Linked DNA regions of Mus musculus: all the other regions are linked to region 2. A link is a contact called in public HiChIP or PLAC-seq data. All regions are on one chromosome and are shown on one strand. The core of a region is the stretch at or near the end of the contact, and the rest is flanking DNA. Distances in the headings are between cores, read along the strand shown. Region 1 overlaps Kif1b (kinesin family member 1B). Region 2 overlaps Kif1b (kinesin family member 1B). Region 3 overlaps Kif1b (kinesin family member 1B).

Region 1 (4,303 bases), core at 1,137-3,636, 100 kb after region 2:
CCTGTGGCATGCACCCTTTCTAGCTCTGCTGTGCAAGGCTGTTCCAGCCTAGAGCACAGGGCTGTGCTGCCGTGTGCGGTGGGCATCTGGGCCTAGCACATTGTGCTGATGTGACCAGTGATGATCTAGGCCAACTGGATCATTTTCCTGTCCTGGTGCATCTGAGGGCTCGCCTAGTGGAAGCATGTATCGATGGGTCGATCTCAGCTTACTACTGTTTACTTTAGGAGAAACTGACTTCTTTTACAATGTCCTTTCAGATCAGTGGTATCTAAGAAAGGATACCTGCATTTCAAAGAGCCACTTTCCAGTAACTGGGCTAAACATTTCGTTGTGGTTCGTCGCCCTTACGTCTTCATCTATAACAGTGACAAAGACCCAGTAGAGCGTGGCATCATTAACCTGTCTACAGCACAGGTGGAGTACAGCGAGGACCAGCAGGCCATGGTGAAGGTCAGTCTCTCCTGACTTGGCTGTCTGATGCTCCCTGTGTTCTTCCCTTTTGAGTCTGGCGTTCTAGTCTGTGGCATGGATCCTAGTTTATATCTGGGTTGCATGAACTTTCGGTGTGAAGTGCTGTGCACCCTGTGAATTTGGCAAGATGTTCCTAACTGTTCATTCTCTCCAATAACTTTCTTCTACCTAATGTCTCTTCCCAGACACCTAATACTTTTGCTGTATGCACAAAGCACCGTGGGGTCCTTCTGCAAGCTCTCAATGACAAAGACATGAATGACTGGTTATATGCCTTTAACCCACTTCTGGCTGGCACAATAAGGTCAGATACTGTTCTTTTGCTTCATTTCCTCATGCTGAGACAGTCTCACTGTATAGCCCAAGCCAGATTCTAAGTTCTCCACCTCATCCCAAGGACTGGGTTTACAGGTGTGCACTACCATGCCTGGCTCGTGAAAGCTCTTTCTCACATTTACATGAGTAGGAAAGATGTGTCGTTCTAACTGGGATGAAAATGGAAAGGAAGGCAAGGGTACGATGATGAGTTACAGGGTGAGACGAGTGCCCTGCTTCCAGTGCAGTGTCGTGCGTCCTCAGCCGTAAGGACACCACCGGTCCTATCCTTCATCTCCTTTAGGTTTCAGTTTTCAGGAGGTCTGCAGAAGGCCCAGAGCACCGAGTAAAGGAGAAACAGTGCTTTAATGGACTCCCATAGTTCAGGCTGTGTGAGAGGAGCGCATCTCACAGAGTCCCCAGCGTAGGAAAGACCTCATAGCTGTCCCTGGGCTACTGTTAGGAGTCATAATGTCCATATGTGCTCTGCAGGCTATCTGCTCTGCGACCCCTGTGAAAAGGGTATTCAACCCCCAAAGGGGTCTCGAGTTGAGAACTGCTGGTCCAGCCATTTGTTTAGGAGCGTAGAAGCCTGGCCTGCAGAATCGGCTGGGAGAGACCAGCATCCACTCTTCTAACGCTGCCTCCTGTTTTTCTCATAGGTCAAAACTCTCTCGCAGATGCCCGAGCCAGCCAAAGTACTGAGCGTTCTCCTGAGCCTTGCTCACCTTCGACAGATAAAGAAAGTGTTACCTCTCATTCTCTTTGTGATTCTTGACAGTTATTCTTGTATGTAATCCTGTGGCTTAACGACTTTTCCCTCCTCACCCTGCACTTCTCTAGCTCTCTGTTCCCTCTCCATGGCTCTGACTCTTCTTATTCTTGTGCTAAGACTTGTAGCATGTGGCCTAACAAGGGGAACAAAACCACTACACGTCCATACACACTCACACTCACACTCACCCACACCCGAGGGGACCCAGCACATCTCCAAATGATTCTCCTGTGTGCTTCAGCTTCCTTTGGATGTTAGGTCCCCTTCACGGTCACTGTCCGACTGTTGTCTCCGTAGCTCTGGTTTTCAGGGTAACTTCTCTGTCTCTCTTTTTCTTTCCCCTTTGTTTATGATAATCTTCTTTTTTCTGGGTGGTTTAGAGACTAAGGGAGGAGACATTTGGTATTGTCAGCCAGGAGAAGAAAACTTGTTAACTTGTTTCTCTCTCTCTCTCTCTCTTCCTCTCTCTCTCTCTTCTCTCTCTCTCTCTCTCTCTGTCTCTTTTTCTCTCAGTGTCTGTCTCTGTCTATTTGTGTGTGTGTCTGGTGTCTGTCTGTCTCTCTCTGTGTCTGTCTCTGACTCTCTCTCTTTCTCTGTATGTGTGTGTGTGTGTGTCTGTCTGTCTCTGTCTCTCTTTCTCTTTCTCTTTGGTGGCTAATCCATGTGTTTCCATTCAGGGAAAGCACTGTGGGAAGCTCAGAAATGGGATTTAAATTCTCTGTCTAAATCAGGGCTCGGAGCATGGATGTATAGAGTGGAAGATGCAGAGGGGCCTTGTGATTGGCCTGCAACAGAGGCTGCTGCTAGCCCTTTAAGACTCGGGCTGCTGCAGTAGATTGGGCAGTGGGTCACAAGGGTGACTGTAGCTCCTTACAGCAGGGTCCAGCAGGCTTGTCTCCTCCCTGGGAAGGAGCGTTTGTCTAGGAGTTTCCCAACTCTAGTCTCAGTGTCACTGTTTGGAATTAGGTGATGTCATGAACAGATTTCCCACAAGAGGGACTGGGGAGTGTTTGACTTTCTGGTGATATGGACCATTGTTGCTTTGAGAGTGCTGAGTGCAGCTTGTGATTGTTGTCGCTCCCTTTGATCAAAGACTTGTAGCTTCAGCATAAATCTTGAGGTCTCCATCTAAATCCAGTGGCCATTTCCAGTAGTTCTCGTCTCCATATGAACAAACATGGCATTGTTTTCTGGATGCCAGAACTGACCAGTCCTTACCACCACTCCAAACAAATCAGAAGGCATTTAGAGTCGAAAAAGATTGTCTCCCAGCAGTTTGCTACTGGATTGTGAAATGCCTCCTCTGTGACATGCCCCCTTCCCCCACTGTCCTCATCTGGTTTGGAAATACTCCCTTAGGAAGAATTTCCCTGCTACCAGTTTCTGTGGCTTCTAACAAACCAGGCCTCCGGGTTTAAGAGGTTATAGAAAATAACGCTCTTCCTCCACCGGCCAGTAAGTGTCGGGGACTGAGTGGGGCACAGAATGCCCGCTGGGGCTACTTGAGTTGCTGTGCCAGTGACTTGGGGAGCATTCACACTGCTGTTTCCTGGCCTTGCCAGCCTGTTTCAGCATCACTCACGCACACAGGAAGGCATCTGCTCACCTCCAGTCTGCGAAGGCTCCTGGCTACCTGAGGGTAGAGAAGGAATGGATTTCCTTCTGGTGGAGAGCCCATCTCCACTGCAGAGCAGCCACTAGGGAGGCGAGCATGCAGCCCCTTGCTTCTCTCTGAAGAACAGGACTCCCAGCTTCCTTTGTTACAGTTGCCTTGCAAAGAAAGGAAAAGTGGACCATGGAGAAAAGGAAAGGAAAGGAAAGAAAGCAAAAGAAAAGAAAGGAAAAGGCAGAAATCAGACTGTTCTTATCTAAAAGATGCTCAGCTCTGGTGGATTTTTAAAACTTTCTTTCTCTCCTTAAAGTATAGGTTACTAACTGTAATGTTACTTGTTTTCTAAACATATCTATGAGATTTTTAATGTAGTTAGAAGTCTCTGTTGTCTAATGGACACAGCATGTCCTTCTGGTGTATACTCAAATTCAGCAGACTCTGTCTATGCCTGTAGACAGTTTCCTGGACCGGAACTAAATCTAATTTCAGGGAAACGAAGATCAAAGGTCGCTTTTAAACTGAATCACTGATGTTGCTGCTGTTAGGAAGGTAGGCAGAAGGATCCATGTCTGTGCCGAGAGGTGTGACGCCTGGGGGAGGGTGGCAGTGTGCGGCACACTAAACCCTGAGATAACTTGTTTTCTTTTAACTCAAACAAAACTGGTTTAGAAAGTCTTTGCTTTGCAAATATCAAATGTTAGCATGAGCCAAACTGGACCCCGCCTTCATCAGAGGCCCCTTAAGGAGACCTCATTAGAAAGCCAGGGAAAGTAAGGTTGGAGCTTGGGCACCTGTGCCTCTCCCTGCTGTCACTGGGACCCCTCCTACTGTAAAGCCCAGGATCAGGTCAGAATCGGAGCATTTGGGGGCTTTATATTCTGTTTCCAGACAAGGTCACCTGCTCCGAAGCTCTGAAAGAGAAAGGGTTTTATGGCAGGACCTGTTCATGAGATTTTTGTGATTGCCATAGTAGCAGGAAAGTTAAGAGAACTAATCTTTAAAATAAGTATTTTTAAGATTTTTTTTTAAATTTTCAAAGCACTCCTTTAAACAAACAAACAAACAAACAAACAAAAAACCTACAAGGAAAACATACAAATTACAGAAAAGTGAGTGCTGGTTAAAAT
Region 2 (3,933 bases), core at 153-2,652:
TGTCAGCTTTATCTTCTTGTGGCTCATGGTCCTGGAGATCCAGCTCAGGTAGTCAGGCTTACACAGGAGGTGCTCATATCTGCTGAGCTTTCTTGCTGGCCTAAGAACTGCATTAAAAAATTTAAATTGCATTAATTATTTATTGTGTGTGTTGGGGAGGGCAGTATTTGTGCCACAGTGCACATGTGGAGATCAGAGCACAACTTTTGGAAGTTGATTCTCTTCTTTCTCCATGTGCGTTCTGGGAATCAAGAATGGGTCATCAGGCTTGGTGGTAAATGCCTGTGCTTCTTACTGGCCCGAAAACTGATTTTATTATATATAAGCTTTTAAACTGCTTACATTGTTTTCATACCAAAACAGCTATGCAAGAGACAGCTGGGGGCTGGAGAGGTAGCTCAGCAGTTAAGGGCACTTGTTGCTCTTGCAGAGGACTGGGTTCATTTCCTATCATTCACTGCGGTGGGTGACTCATAACCATCCAATACTCTGGATCTAGGGAGATCCCTCACCCTCTTCTGGCCTCCATGGGAAATCTCTTTTTGCCTTGGCTCTCCTGGAAAACCTATGTAAAGTAGGGTGGGCTGAGACTTAACCTGCCTGCCTCTGCCTTCGGAGTGCTGGGATTAAAAGTGTGTGTCCCTATGCCCTCCCAACAATAAGATCTGCTAGGAAACCTGACCTTGGTTTTCTGCTGTCCATTTTAAAGTTAATTTTTAAATATTCATGCCAGTAGCAAGGTGCTGTGATTGCGTTTGGTAACCCAGTGAGATCTGAAATGGAGGGTGAGCTAGCAAGCTGGTCTGCTGCTTCTGTTTGTTAGGGAGGGCAGGCCTTCAGTGGTTGCTCTGTCAAGGATTGTGCGTTACAGTAGGCTAAATACTGTTGTTCACAGATGTATTGTTCAGTAATGTGTATGATGTGGGTATAAGCAGGAAATATTCAGCAAGCAGAACCTTTTAGAGTTTTTGGTTTATTTTAGAGATAAAAGTAATTGAAGTAGTATGATGCCCATTGGAAAGCACCGGGGAGGGGCATCTTTATAAGGGAGGGAGGAGACGGGAAAGGTTGGGGGTTTCTCAGAAGCCCTTTGTTTTGGCAGAGCAGAGAATGCAGTAAGGCAATGATTCTGGGGTTGGTTCTCCGCCTTCTGCTTTGTTCTCTTGACTCTGCTGTCATCTTGTTTGCCAGGCTCCTTGGCCTTTGTGGTTTGTTTATGTGTGTGCACATGCTTATGTTTGTGGTGCCTGTTGAGGCCACGGGGTGTCAGATCCCTGGGGTAAGAGTTACAAGTGTTATTGAACTGCCCGACGTGGGTGCTGGGATCTGAACTCTAGGCCTTAGAATTGAGCAGCAAGTGTTCCTTACTGCTGAGCTGTCTGCTGACCCACACTACACCTTTTTATGTTGATTCTGGTGAGTAACTCTGTATGTGGCTAGCACTTTCACCTCTCAGCCATCTCCCTGGCCCCAGCTTTATCTCCTAAAATTGTTCAATATTTGCTTAGGAAGATCAGCTGTTTGTTTTGGTGGGGGAGTGTAAGATCTCACTGTGTCGTTGAGTCTGGCTTCACCTTTTTATCTTCCTACCTTGATCCCCTGAGCCACCATATCTAGCTTTTAGAATTAAAAAAAAATTGTATAAAGCAAGTGTGTTCTAAATTTTGTCCTGTTTTATTTGTTTGCCTGCATGTCTGGTCTCCTGATGCCTGTGGAGGCCAGAAGAGAGGTCAGATCTCCCAGAACTGGATTCACAGGAGGTTGTGAGCTGCCCTGTGGGCGACTGCAATGAACCAGAGTCCTTTGGAAAAGCAGTCTCTCTAGTCGCATGGGGTTGGTTGGTTTGTGTGTTTGTTTGTTTGTTTTTCAAGACAGGGTTTCTCTGTGTAGCCCTGGCTGTCCTGGAACTCACTCTGTAGACCAGGCTGGCCTCGAATTCAGAAATCGGCCTGCTTCTGCCTCCCGAGGGCTGGTATTAAAGGTGTGCACCACCATGCCTGTCTAGTCTCATGTTTTGTTGTTTTAAAGAATGACCATATGGTGACATTGGAGAGTTGTGGCTTGTTTTCTTTTCTTTTCATATCCCCCCTTTGATAGAGTCTTTTTATATAGCCCTGGCTGTCCTGCTGTTCTAGAACTCACTAGGTAAACAAAGCTCACCTTGAACTCTTCCTTTAGAATGCTGGGGTTGAGATGTTGCCACCACTCATTCATTCATATATATATATATATACATATACACACACACACACACACACACACACACACACCTGTTTGGGTTTGTTTTTTTTAAATCACATTAGGGATGTAGTTTGTTATATTTAAATGGTTAAAGCACTTTTTGGTTATAAGTATTTTATTCAAATCTACTTTATGTTTTCTGCCCTTTTACTGTATTGGCAGAAGACTCTAAAAGGTTATGGCTGTAGGTTTTGATTTCATGGTTTTGAAATATAAATGGTGGATATAATATTTTATTTTGTGCCCTTTTCCCTTAATTTTTGACGTAGGATTCTTTCAGCAGATGAAGGCTACTCTGGTATCACTGGGCTTTTTGCTTTGTGTTTTTGAGGCAGAGTCATACTGTGCAGCCTTAGAAGTCCACAAATAATCATCCTCCTGCCTCAGCCTCGTGAGTGGGATGATTACAGGCACGAGCCACCATGCCTAGTCCGTCACGAGGATTTTAACAAACCCAGACATCCTGCTTTTGAGAGAAGTTAATATAAAGTTGCAGAGCTCCCACGCTGATATGTTGATTATAGCTGCAGGCAGAGCCTTGGTAGTTTGTCGACAGCAGTGTAATTACTGCATTAGTGACTTTGAGATATTAGATAAACAAATTTATTCTGCAGAATAAAAAGGGCTTTAAATACAAATCTTCTTTTAACAGCCTTGTTTTCTAGGGTTCCGTAATGAAAACATTTTGTATATTTATGCTCCCCACAGTTGTGGGGAGGAGTAAAGTATTTAGCAGACTTTGGAAGGCTAAGACTTTTACATTACTTAGTTTTTGTGTGAGTGTAAACATTGCACACACACACACACACCATGGTGTTTCATGGAGGTCAGGGAGTAAGGGAGTCAGCTCTCTTCTTCCATCGTGGAGGACACAGGGACCAAACCAAGGGGTTTTGTTTGTTTGTTTTGTTTGATTTACTTATTCAGACACACCAGAAGGGGGCATCAGATTCTATTACAGATGGTTGTGAGCCACCCTGTGGTTGCTGGGAATTGCACTAAAGACCTTTGGAATTGCTCTTAACCACTGAGCCATCTCTTCAGCACCCTTCCCCCACAACCCCAGGTTGTCTCTTGATGGCAAGCATCTTTCCCTACTGAGCCATCTTGTCAGTCCTCTAAGTTTTAGCTTTTAAAAGAATATATATATATATATATATATTTTTTTTTTTTTAATTTATGTGTATGTGTGTGTACCTGTGTAAGTTTATTTGTGTAGGAGCCCAGAGAATCCAGCAGTTGTCAGACTCTGGGGAATGGGAATTAGAGGTGGTTGTGGTCCTTTGCAAGAGTGGTAAGCACCTAACTGCTGAGCCATCTCTCCAGCCCCTTCTGAAGGTAATCTTTACTGGAAGTGATTGCAAGGAGAGCAGGATTAACTCTGGCTCATTACTAAACTACAGTCAGGCCTTTGAGACACGTGTGATGACTGCTTTAACGATGTTCATCTATAGTGTAGATAATGACACCATCCTGCTCTTTTCTGGCCTTCTTAAGGTAGACAGTGTTGACAGTGGCATGAGAATTAGGAGTTTGAACACAAGGCAAAGTGAAGAATTTCTGGATGAAGGGTCATTGATTCGGGAAGAAAGATACATTGAGACCTCGGGAGTTGTAGCTGCTGTTCAGATGTCTAAAGGAGGACTTAGAGAGCAGCCTGCGAATAAGACTTAACTTGGTGGTGACTGCAAG
Region 3 (4,073 bases), core at 590-3,089, 65 kb after region 2:
ACTCCTGGTCTACATAGTGAGTTCCAGAAGAGCCAGAGCTACATAGTGAGAAAAAAAAAAAAGACTCCGTCTTGGGAGCATTTGCATCTTAGGTCAGCTTTGTGAAAGCGCTGAGGCAGACTCCTCCCCAATGGGGCCACTCACTAGGTTGAAGGACGTGTGGACTTTTGCGGAGCTATGGCCTCAGGAGTTGACTTTTCTGTTTGGATTTCTGGGTTCTAGAACTAACACTGTCTTTCAAAAAGGGGCTTGAGGTTTGGTGATGTGGCTGGAGAGAAGTCAGTGCTGATTTCCTATCACCACACAAGATACTGGGAGAAGGTGAGGTAACAGCAGTGAGTAAAGGGAAGAAGAGTTCTCCGTTTTTGCCCTCAGCCATATTTCTCCAGAAGAGCAGCAGCATTCAGCGGTGCAGTGGTGATGGCTGTGATGGGCGGTGCTGTGTTAGCGGGGTACCTCCTGTTCCTGTAATTCCCGCTGTGTTAGCGGGGTAACCCCTGGCCCTGTAATTCCCGCTATCAGCGATCCATATTGGCATACAACTATGATTCACTTATAAAAATTTGCATGTTTCCTTTGAATTCCATTTATAGGTTTGCTTCTTGGCCACGGCTGCCTCTGGTGAATCTTTGTATCGAGAGTAAAAGAGCTTGTCCCTTTAGCCACTCTCTATGGCATGCTGGGATGTTATGATCCATCATCATAACTTGGGATGAAATGTAAAATGTGTGTTAGTCTCTGGGCCAGAGGGGGCAGAGAATGGTTAGTCTGTGACCGTCCTCAGTACCTACATTGACCTCTTTTCCTCGAGTGTCACTATAATCATGCTGACTTTCTTTATGTTGACAAATTAGTTTTTCTTACTGATGTAACTTCACATCATTTTCTGCTAATGTATCTTTTCCATCTTCCCTCCTCTCATCCCGGTTCTCCTTCAGTCTGCTAGGTCAAAGTATAAGGATGTTCCCTACAGAGTTAATCATGATGCTCTCGTGTAAAAGCTGCACAGGAGATGCTAGATACAGCGTTGGGCTAAAGGCTGTATTCTGTTAACACGACAAAGAACTGTCTAGTGAGTGCGTCCATGCATCACAGGCCGGGTGCCTCTGCCTTGCCATAGACTCGTCCCTAAAGTTGGAAGTGTCCAGTAATGCCTTCAGTGCTGCTGGGTATGGGAAGCCTTTGCCATGGGTAGCAGGCTTCCTCCCCTTTAGTGTGCGGTCCAGCATTATTTGTATGATGATATGATGATATGCCTGTGGATGTGTGTTCTTAAAAACTCATAATCCTTGGGCTGATGGCACTGCCTGACCTGTCAAGGTCCTGCAAAACATAGGCATAACAGTGCTTTTATTTTCCCTGATAATTATACTTAACATAGTAAAATTAAGGAATGGCAGAAATGCTAAGTGCTCGGTGTAGTTAATTTCCATCATAACTTTACTCTTGAAAAATCATCCTAGTGTAAAGTTAGATGGCTTGCTTTCCGTCCCTTGCAGGACCTATTTTTCTGAAAAGCCTTCCACTTCTGTGTAAAGATAAAGGACAAGTAACAGGTCACATTCCTGGTTTCTAATTGCATACATATTCACTTACCAAACATTTATTGAGTGTATTTACTGTAAGCCACGCCCTCTGCAGATGGGTAAGCAAAACCAGAGATGGTTCACGTCCTCCCAGTCTTAGTCTGGCGAGTGATGAAGATACCAAGAAATAATCACACAAGTGCACACTGCACCACTGTGGAAACAGAGCTGTGTGAGCCACAGTGTTGGGAGGATCTCCAGTGAGATCAGAGCCCGGGCAGAGAGAGCATCAGTGCTGAGAGGACTACAGGGCTCTTACTGGTCCAGTCACTGAAAGGGTGGCTCTGACTGGATGCCCCTGAGGCAGGGGAGTGCCCTCTGTGTGTGTTGACTTTGGAAGTGAAATCAGCCATTTGGTTCCATATGCCTAATTCTTAGTTTTTTAAACTCAGTCACAGTAGTGGTGTTTGACCCTGCTTGTAATCCTCTCTAGATTACATGTTCATGCATAAGTTTCTGTTGAACCGAAGTTTAACCCTCTGTGTTACCATTCCCTCCCTTGCTTTGGAGCAGACTGAAAGGGAATTGCACACCATGATACTATTTCCTGTTCATTTGCAGCTATTTTTGTTCGCTTATCATTCATACTTCATTTGTGTTCCTAAATGTTATTACTGTGATGCGTTTTACCCATTTTGTAATTGCTTTTGTTGTTTTGAGTTGAAATCCCAGGCTTTTACTCCTTCATTCTTCTCTCCTTGTAACATAAATACATGTTAGGACAGGAATGCAGCAAACAGCTGTGTGTCTGGGTTAGATATGTTAAATTTCCTGGTGTGGTATTTTCTCTTTGTCTTTTTTTTTTTTTAATGTACAAAAATCAGCATATACCAAGTGAGAAACCAGGGGAACAGTAGGAATTAAATTCCACTTTTCTACCATTGAAACAAGAGCACTTAAGATCTGTGACTACTTAGTTCTAACTGCTTTAAAACACATGAATAAGGCAGATGAGAGAGCTCAGTTTTGACGTCATTTCCTACCATGTCAACCACCTGGCTTTGGTGCATGTGACTCACATGGTAGAAAGAAAGTACAGACCTTTCCACGGCTGTTTTCCATCCTCCACGCTCTGTGTGCACATTATCCCCTCACCTGCAAAACACACGCGCGTGCATATGCGCGGGCACACACACACACACACACACACAGAAGCAGACACATGCACGCACACATGTATATACAGTTGAGTAAGAGCATATTAAATTAAAAAAAAAAGAATTTCTACAAATTAATGAACCTTTTAAAAGCACAAACATGGTAGGACTTGTCTAGTTTGTTAGAAATATATCAAGTGTCAGCCAGGTCTGGTATCTCAGGCCTGTAATCTCAGTTAGTAGGAAAGCTAAGACAGAAGGATTGAGAATTTAAAGCTTGCCTAAGCCACGGAGTGAACTCAAAGCCAGCCTGAGTAATTTAGTGAGACCCTGTCTCATTAGAAGGGCTGGGTTTGTAGCTGAGTGTTGAGGACTTATATAGCTAAGTGTGAGACTCCAAGTCTCTCCCCCTAGGGCCCCAGAGAAGGAAATAAAAGGAGGCAGGAGAGACCTGTCAATTCCCTTTTGTTTATGATTTTGGTTTGAGGATCAAAGGCCAACTCTACAGGGCCAGCTGAGTCATCTTAGGATTTATCTTAATTCCCGTTCAGTCTCCAGCAAACTCACTTCACAGACACATCTGGCCACACAGGCTTTCTGCCTTCGTGGCTGGTTCTCACCTTTAATAGTCCTTTAAGTCAAACAAGACTCATAGTGCTGGGATGTAAAGTCCATTTTAGTGCTAGTAACCACTTCACTCACACTTCCCTGCCCTCACCTCCTGGTTTCTGTTGTGTGTGCGCCAGATCTCTTGGCGCATCTTCACTTCTGAAGAGTAAGCTCTTCAGTGGGCTCCCCTGTCCTGGGCGGTGCCCACAGCACGCGAGCCTTCACTTTACTCGTCACTCTTCTTCCAGTGGGGCAGCTTTTTGTAGAGTGATTTGGTCTTTGTCAGCTGCTCTGCCATGCTTTTTGCACTAGCTTTTGTATTGATTATGTATTGAAAACACACCTGGAAGCAATTCAAGAGATCAGAATTCAGAGGTGACCTTAAAAGGCCCAGAAGCCAGTTGAGTTTGGGGAGGCAGAAAGCCCTCCGCCTCCTCCTCAGATTTGCTGATGCTTGTCTCTGGGTTCTGTCTACAGGGCATTTGTGTACTTGAGCAACCTGCTGTATCCGGTGCCCCTGATTCACAGGGTGGCCATTGTCAGTGAGAAGGGGGAAGTCCGGGGATTTCTTCGTGTGGCTGTGCAGGCCATTGCAGGTGAGTTAGAAAAAGATGATCAAAGCCGGGCATGGTAGTGCACGCCTTTAATCCCAGCACTCGGGAGGCAGAGGCAGGTGGATTTCTGAGTTCCAGGCCAGCCTGGTCTACAGAGTGAGTTCCAGGACAGCCAGGGCTACACAGAGAAACCCTGTCTCAAACAAAACAAAACAAACAAAAAAAAA

The links. HiChIP or PLAC-seq counts read pairs in DNA pulled down with a chosen protein or histone mark.
Region 1: a contact with region 2 is called in an H3K27ac HiChIP or PLAC-seq map of extraembryonic endoderm stem cells. The contact joins two enhancer-like sites. A contact is called at or near these places in 1 of 484 Hi-C or Micro-C datasets (nephron progenitors), 5 of 115 datasets of contacts at active chromatin or transcription factors (bone marrow-derived macrophages, embryonic stem cells, extraembryonic endoderm stem cells and 1 more) and 4 of 9 other capture datasets (adipose tissue, embryonic stem cells, liver and 1 more).
Region 3: a contact with region 2 is called in an HNF4G HiChIP or PLAC-seq map of pancreatic cancer cells. The contact joins two enhancer-like sites. A contact is called at or near these places in 4 of 484 Hi-C or Micro-C datasets (embryonic somatosensory cortex, embryonic stem cells and nephron progenitors), 4 of 115 datasets of contacts at active chromatin or transcription factors (double positive thymocytes, embryonic basal ganglia, embryonic stem cells and 1 more) and 3 of 9 other capture datasets (adipose tissue, liver and pancreatic islet).

The regions. Positions count from the first base shown.
Region 1 is chr4:149,177,959-149,182,261 of GRCm38.p6, reverse strand. Kif1b (kinesin family member 1B) reads left to right here. Exons shown (of 49, transcript NM_001290995.1): 47 at 261-453; 48 at 660-778; 49 at 1,452-4,303. The coding sequence ends at 1,494. Among named protein-coding and RNA genes, the nearest start is that of Pgd, 13 kb to the right of the region's middle. Within about 2 kb of position 2,386, at least 51 of the 459 cell types and tissues checked have an H3K27ac peak or open chromatin away from gene starts, as enhancers often do. A contact at or near this core is called in extraembryonic endoderm stem cells, where this site is marked.
Region 2 is chr4:149,279,725-149,283,657 of GRCm38.p6, reverse strand. The region is part of intron 2 of Kif1b (kinesin family member 1B); the gene reads left to right. Among named protein-coding and RNA genes, the nearest start is that of Kif1b, 26 kb to the left of the region's middle. Within about 2 kb of position 1,402, at least 56 of the 459 cell types and tissues checked have an H3K27ac peak or open chromatin away from gene starts, as enhancers often do. A contact at or near this core is called in extraembryonic endoderm stem cells and pancreatic cancer cells, where this site is marked.
Region 3 is chr4:149,214,722-149,218,794 of GRCm38.p6, reverse strand. Kif1b (kinesin family member 1B) reads left to right here. Exons shown (of 49, transcript NM_001290995.1): 28 at 3,770-3,888. Among named protein-coding and RNA genes, the nearest start is that of Pgd, 50 kb to the right of the region's middle. Within about 2 kb of position 1,839, at least 37 of the 459 cell types and tissues checked have an H3K27ac peak or open chromatin away from gene starts, as enhancers often do. A contact at or near this core is called in pancreatic cancer cells, where this site is marked.